Linked DNA regions of Arachis hypogaea: region 1 is linked to region 2. A link is a contact called in public Hi-C data. All regions are on one chromosome and are shown on one strand. The core of a region is the stretch at or near the end of the contact, and the rest is flanking DNA. Distances in the headings are between cores, read along the strand shown. Region 1 holds the start of LOC112732336 (protein REDUCED CHLOROPLAST COVERAGE 2). Region 2 holds the start of LOC140177642 (serine/threonine-protein phosphatase 7 long form homolog).

Region 1 (3,557 bases), core at 149-2,648, 310 kb before region 2:
ATACTTATGGCAAATATCAATTTAATATTTCTTGATTAATCTCTGAATAAGATAATATTTTTAAAATATTAGACATTGATTATTATATAATTTATTTGATTTGTTTAGTTTTCTCCGGCCGTTAGTCTAGCAAGAGGAAACATGAAAGAACATGAACATCACATACTCCTAAAACTGGTAAAAAAAAACTTTTCAATAACAATGCAAGAACCAAAAGAGCACAATAATATTGAAGTTGAGTCACGTTAGCAAGTTCATAACCGAGAATTTGAAGCACTGAATAGAATAGAATGAATAATTAAAAGAAGGAGATGAGAGACATATTGCGTCTATCTTTCTATTTTTACGGCCAAAGGAATTATTGCTACTTCTTGTATATATGTTTCATAAACAGAAGGCATTGTATTCAAAGACAACACATAAACAGAAAGGGAAAATGAAACAGGCATCGAATGCAGGATGGACTATTATTATGTGAACCGTACCTTTCTCTTCTTTTTTCTTCTTCTCTCCCTTAGCTTTGTGAGGTTTGGTTTTCCCAGTTTTGGGAGCCATTATTGTACTTCAAAATAAACTAAACCGGCAGTTCAATTATAAAGCTTCCTCTCCGACGGAAATAACTATGACACAATGGTTGAATTCATCGAATAATTAAATGAAATCCTTCTGCACGTGAACTGGGAAGAATCTATTCTCCGTCCTTAAACTATGTCAAGTTTCTTTGTGAACAAACAGATAGAACAGCAACTATCTAACCAACCAGTGCCTCAAAAATCAACACATTTCATCAGTTGATATGTGGCTCAACAAGCCAAAAAAGAATATATATTAATCATAATATACACGATATTTAATAGGAGTTTGAATCTCAAGAAACCTGCTTGTAATTAACTTCAAACACGGAAGCTAAGCAAAAAAATAGATGTTATCTTGTTTGTGGAAATAAAAAATATATTGAACGGAATAAATGGAGCCGAAGAAGTGCGGGAAGCTAATAAGAGCTTTAATTTTGAGTACTGAACAGAAATGGGTGTGGAAGAATCTTGAGCTTAATTAAGGATCAAGTGAAAGTGTAGGTGGGGGTACTCAGCGCAAAAAAGGGTACGTAAAATAGAGATTAGTTCATGAGAAGATATTGAGAGAGAGAGAAATAAAACATGAAAACAAAAGAGAAAAGAGAGTGTGGATAGGATAAGGTAAGCCAAGGGGAAAACTAAAGCCAGGGTAGCCTCTTCTTCTTGTACACATACACGCACGGAGAGAATTTAAGGCTATAGCGATTTCAGGCCTCTCATTTTTATTTATTTTTTTCTTTTCTATTTTTTCTATGTCTCTTCTACTATGACACCTCATCTTCTGTCTCTCTTTCTCAATCTTTGGTTGTGCTATATAAACCTTAATTATTGGATCAGGCATAAACAACTTATTAGAGGCTTTCTTGTCGTCTTCACCCTCTTTGGATTGGGCCGACCGGCCGTGACATACACAAAAATCAGAAATTAGCTTTTATTTATTTTTTTCATTGTAGTTGTACTAAGACTTTTCGTTATTCCTTTATGCAGCTGACACAGTTTTGCAACACTTCTCACTAGGCTGCAATTGAGTCAAGTCAACTCATAAATCAGTTCGAGTTCGACTTATTAATAGTTCGATAAACTAAATTCGCGAGCTAGCGAACTGAGTTTGAGTTTGAAATTGAGCTCATATATTAAATGAGGCGAGCTTAAACTTTGATCAGCTCAAACCCATTAACTCGTGAGCTGGCTCGATTATATATATATATATATATATATATATTAAAATTTTATAGTCATTTTTTATATATAATTTTGATGTAGGACATGAGTAAAAAATTTATAATTGATAGATAGTCAATATATAAAATTGATCTTTTAAAATATTTTTAATATATATAAATTATGATTTATTGATATAAAATTATATATTATATATTATATATTCTCTTATTTAAGCCAGTTCGTGAGTTTGAGCAAATTCGTGAGCTTTCTGTGAGTCGAGTTTGAGCTTGGTCTAACTCGACTCACTTCCAGCCCTACTTCTCACAAGAATTATTAATACGTATGCCACATATAATTATGAGAATAAGATATAAAAATATATAAAGAATAGAAACATAAAAAAAATATTTTTGTATTTTACTTGATGATAAATTGAAGATAAGATAGAATAAATAATAAAAAATATAATTTATTTTTTTCTTTCACACAAAATTTAGAAATTAAAATTGAATAGTAAAAATTAGGGTTAAGTACTTTTTTCGTCCCAAAGGTCTGGGATGAAAATCAAATTCGTCCCTGACCTTTTTTTGTTATTAAAATCTTCCTCAACGTTTATGAACACTTTAAAATCATCCTCCCCCTCCATTAACGAATTTTTTCTGACACTTTTACTCTTTAGGTTATTACCGATAGTTGATACCTTTAATTGATTAAAAAAATTAAGTTATTTTTATATAATTGGTTGGAGAGATAGAGATTAAATAAAAAATCTCACCACCAACTAAAATAATAGAACGTCTGTTAGGGTTCCAGAGGTTGCAGTGCAGCCATGACTTCGGAGAGCTCAAGGTCGTCTCGAAGTCGCTTGCCTGCGCAGAAGAGAGAGCTTCTTTGTGGGCATGGTGAGACCTGTGTTGTAAATTTCGAGAACGAAAAACAACCCTAGTCGACGATTTTGGGGCTGCGTCTACTATGAGGTGCGTTTTTTTTTATTTTTGTTCTTAATTGATGATAATGTTTTGTTTTTGGGGACTGAACTATGGTGAAATTTTGTAGATTAAAAAAGAGTGTCAGTTGTTTTGTTGGGCAGACCCATAAGCTGAAACTGAAGATTTGCAAGTTGCAAGGTTGAAAATTGTAGGCCTAAAAGCAAAAGTGAAGGACTTTGAATAGAAGTTGAAGGTTGTTGCATTGCAATCTTGGGCATGGTTGGTTGAGTTGGTTATTTTTTTTTTCTGGTTGCAGATTTCATTGAATTATAAGCAGGGGCTACCTTGTGTAATGCTTCTGAAAATAGCTTGATGAAATTAGGGGATAAAATAGGGCTCTTTTAGTTAGGATGTATTTAGGCTTTAATGAGATTGTGTTATTACTTGAGCTTTTTTGTTTGAATGAAATTGAGTTTTGTAGCTTGACATGTATTGTGTTAATGAAAATCTGCTTTTGTGGCCGAACAGAGTTTGTGTTAATGAGTTTGGTTTTTATAGGTTGGTCAAGAATTGTGTAAGTGAAATTGTGTAGCTGTAATTAAACAAGAAATTGTTAATGAAATTGAATCTGGTAGCCTGGAATTGTTACTCAAGAATTGTGTCAACGAGATTGGTATACCATGACCCGCTTTAATAATGTATAATATGCAATATGCAATATGAATTAACATAAGAGAGCACCACAAGCAGATACATTAAAACACAACTATATCAAATTCATTAATAAGCATATGTCCCATTGTTGTCTTAGTTGACAGTTGGACCCAAAACAAAATATTATCCCTAAAGAAAACAACAACAAAGATGAAAACTTCAGTCACCACAAACC
Region 2 (3,768 bases), core at 17-2,516:
GCACATGGGTGTTACATTTATTCAGAATTATGACAGATTTGTAATACTCACAGCAGCTATCCCAACTTGAAATAGAAAAGCCTGACTAGCGTACCTCGATGCCAAAGGCCAGCTGGACGTATCATACCCAGCAGGCCTAAACCTGGGAAAGCGCCAGAATATCCAGGACTGAAGTAGCTGAAGTGGGCCGGCTAGCTTGACCACATGTCTGTTTGCCACTCGGCACATGCAATGGTACAACCACGCCAATGCTGCAGACCCCCAACTGTAGGAACCCATCTCCTCAATCCTAGCTACGTACGGAAGCCATCTGATGTGAATGCGGTTGCCGGACTTGTCGGCAAACAGCTGAGTGCCCAACAACATCATGATATAGGCACGAGCGAAGCGCCGCACAGTGTCCTCATCGGCTCCCTCGGGGCAGTGTCCGAAAGTCTCCTGGAACCAGGTGCAGTTTACTGCGAACTTCTGAACCTGGCTCGGATGAGGTACCACTCCAAGCAACTCCTCGAACCACACCCAAGCTGGACGTCCACCCTCGATATACAGATGGAAGTCTGTAAGGCAACCGCTGACATAACGCCCGTCCACTGCCAACCCCAACTGGTATGCCACGTCCTGAAGCGTGATCGTGCACTCTCCGAAGGGCATGTGGAAGGTATGCGTCTCAGGACGCCACCTCTCGACGAAGGCGCTGACAAGGGGCTCGTCTAACCGGAACCATCTATCGTTCAGTCTAGCCATATGGTATAACCCGGCCATCTGCAGGTACGGAACATAACGCTCGTCGAGTGGCATGCCTTGTTGCCGCCGCATGCTCCTGATGCATCGTTGTGGCTGCGCATTAAATGGACCACATTATTAAACCACATACAATAAACCACTTACTCTAAACCACCAATTAAACCGCATGCAAAACCACTAAATTAAATCATTTGCAATACCACTACAACAAACCACTAACAAAACCACCTAACATAAACCACTTACATAAACTATTCACAGAAGCGCATATAAAACCACTTACAAAAACCCACTTACCAAAAACCGCCCCCTAAACCGCATGCAATAACCTCTAAGCTAAACCATTTGTAATGCCACCCTGATAAACCACTCACATATAGAACCGCTAAAACCACATGCAAAATCACTAACTCAAATAAACCGTGTGCAGAAACTTTTCTATGTACTAACCTCGTCGTTGATGACCCCGGCTATATGAGCAACCGCATCCAACCGGTACAGTCTTGCAGGATCGTCCCCCATCAGCTGAGTCTTCGGTTCTACTATTTCTCGGATCGAATCTGGGTCGTTTTCTCTGGGATTTGGTGGGGTATGGAAAAGGATAACTGATTCGAATCTGCTTGATTCGAACTCGTTATATAGCACAATCACTCATAATTCGAACCAATTAGGTTCGAATTATATGATGCACGTAATAGAACGTAGTTCGAACCAATTAGGTTCGATTTATAAACTTGAAGTTCGAACCTATTAGGTTCGAATTATGTGTAAATAGGGTTCGAACCAATTAGGTTCGAATTGTATATAAATAGGGTTCGAACCAATTAGGTTCGAATTGTATATAAATAGGGCTTGGCTGATTCGTGGATCTCTTTTTGGTTTGGCTTATTCATGTAACAAGTTTCCCCCATTGGTTTATCTATGTTTTTTACCCCTGAATTTATTTTGACCCTAAATTAATCCAAAATAAATCAATTAATTTTATAAATTTTATATAATAAATTAATAAAATTTTACTTAATAAATATTAATATATTATATCATATTTATATTAAAATAGATTATTTTAAAATAAAAATAATATTATATAATATAAAAGTATTAATTAAAATATAAAAATATTATATTTTATTATAATTTTATCCTAAAATATATATTTTATTTAAAAAAGACAAAGCTATCCAAACTCAACTCGAAACATAACACAATAAAAAATCAAAAATAGACGGGCACAAATCCGACAAAACATGACCCGGATCCAGGTTGGGGCGGGCAACGTAAAACATATGACCCGAATTAGTGGGTGGGTATCCATGAATCCATCACTCCAAAGTCCAAACAATTATGACGGGTTAAATGCGGCTTTATATTGTACCCAAACCAAACCGGTTATTAACCTGGCCTGCTGGGGCAAGGCACCACTCGTGGCCGTGGGTTGTTCGGGTCATGTTTTCAGTTTTCAAGTCCCAGCTTGGAATTTATCTGTTGAAGCTGCGCATGTATCCACCGCATCCATATCCGTTGAATGTGCGTTCCCTCCGGCAACTGCAACGCAAGCAATGGCAAGAGCGGCTTGCAGTCACCTTCACCTTGTTCCCACTCTATTTCATCCACTCAAGTCAAACTTCTTGCGAAATCAAACTCTTCTCCGAACCGCTCACTTCTACGGGACTCAACGAAGGTTCTCGTCTTTTTCATCAAGGATAAGTATGAGCCTTAGAGCCGGCATCGTTGGCCTCCCCAACGTTGGCAAGTCCACTCTATTCAATGCTGTTGTAAGCCTCTATGTGCCACATTCTCATTATGCGTCTTTTCTATAATGCGAATACCTAGTTGATTTTTGTTCTATTGGGCTGCATTTTGATAACGTCTGTGAGCCAGATAGACAGTGAGAGATACAGACGGATATTTTTCTGTTGAAGTAAAGAACATATATGAATTTTCTTTAGTGTTCATTTCTAGGAATTGAATGACGGTTTTTGATTAATAATAGTTAACTCTGTGATGGGCTTTCCTAATGATATGAACTGTCCTAGCTTTATTTGATTTACAAACATATGGGCTGATGATTGGCTACGATTGGTGTCAAATAGAATGATTCCATTAGAGATCCCTCCAACAGCCCTCTGCTAGTGCTGCTCTCCTTTTGGCGGATGTCTTGTGAAATGTTTATTTGTGTTACCTTGTTTCTGTTTCTTTTCTTTGTTTCTATTTTATTGAAAAAGAAGGACTTTTGGAATAACTTCATCATTACTATGCCTTTTATAGATGAAATGGTTGGTAAATATCGTTGGATCTTTCTCTTTTATTTTCTCTAATTTATGGTTAATGTTAGGTTGATTGTGGTGGTGATGTTTTGCATGCATATAGCTCTACTTCCTAGTGCTGCAATAATGTCAGTTTATATCGATTTTAAATTTTTATATACAATCCTTCTTGTATGTCTAGGTTGAAAATGGAAAGGCTCAAGCTGCTAATTTTCCTTTTTGTACAATAGAGCCAAATGTAGGGATTGTTGCAGTTCCAGATTCTCGTCTCCAGGTACTTTCTAATCTTAGTAAATCTGTTCGAGCAGTCCCTGCATCTATAGAATTTGTGGATATTGCGGGGCTTGTAAAGGGTGCAAGTCAAGGCGAGGTATTTATATTTTTTCTTCTTATTTAGTTTTGGTGCTAGTAAACACATTCTCTTTTATTCTTTCTCTCTCTCCTCATTACACAGTTGCACTGTTTAATTTCTTCTGCACCTTTAATTGTTGCAGGGACTGGGTAATAAGTTTCTGTCGCACATTCGTGAGGTCGACTCTATACTTCAGGTGTTTATCTCTTGTCTGTTCGCTTAGTTTTGTTTATCTATCATCTTTTCACATAATTTTGTTACATCAGTACTTTTGTAATTTTATTTTTGTTTTATATTCTGTTTTTAACGAAACGGTTAGTTAGCTATGTACACAGTATTCTCACTTATGTTCTAGGTTGACTAGACCGGATCATTCATTTTCTTGCTGGTAGTTGTAAAGGACGG

Evidence for each region. Hi-C and Micro-C count contacts between places; a contact is called where the count stands out from the background.
Region 1: a Hi-C map of leaf shows a contact between it and region 2, with 3 times the contacts expected there. The contact joins the promoter of LOC112732336 here to the promoter of LOC140177642 in region 2.

What each region holds. Positions count from the first base shown.
Region 1 is chr13:87,286,990-87,290,546 of arahy.Tifrunner.gnm2.J5K5, reverse strand. LOC112732336 (protein REDUCED CHLOROPLAST COVERAGE 2) reads right to left here and starts at 1,398. Exons shown (of 23, transcript XM_025781028.3): 1 at 486-1,398. The coding sequence starts at 555.
Region 2 is chr13:86,976,999-86,980,766 of arahy.Tifrunner.gnm2.J5K5, reverse strand. It overlaps LOC140177642 (serine/threonine-protein phosphatase 7 long form homolog), which reads right to left and starts at 1,266. Exons shown (of 5, transcript XM_072210785.1): 1 at 1,195-1,266; 2 at 365-837; 3 at 95-310. The coding sequence starts at 1,266. LOC112732335 reads left to right here and starts at 1,924. Exons shown (of 9, transcript XM_025781026.2): 1 at 1,924-2,519; 2 at 3,193-3,381; 3 at 3,506-3,559. The coding sequence starts at 1,992.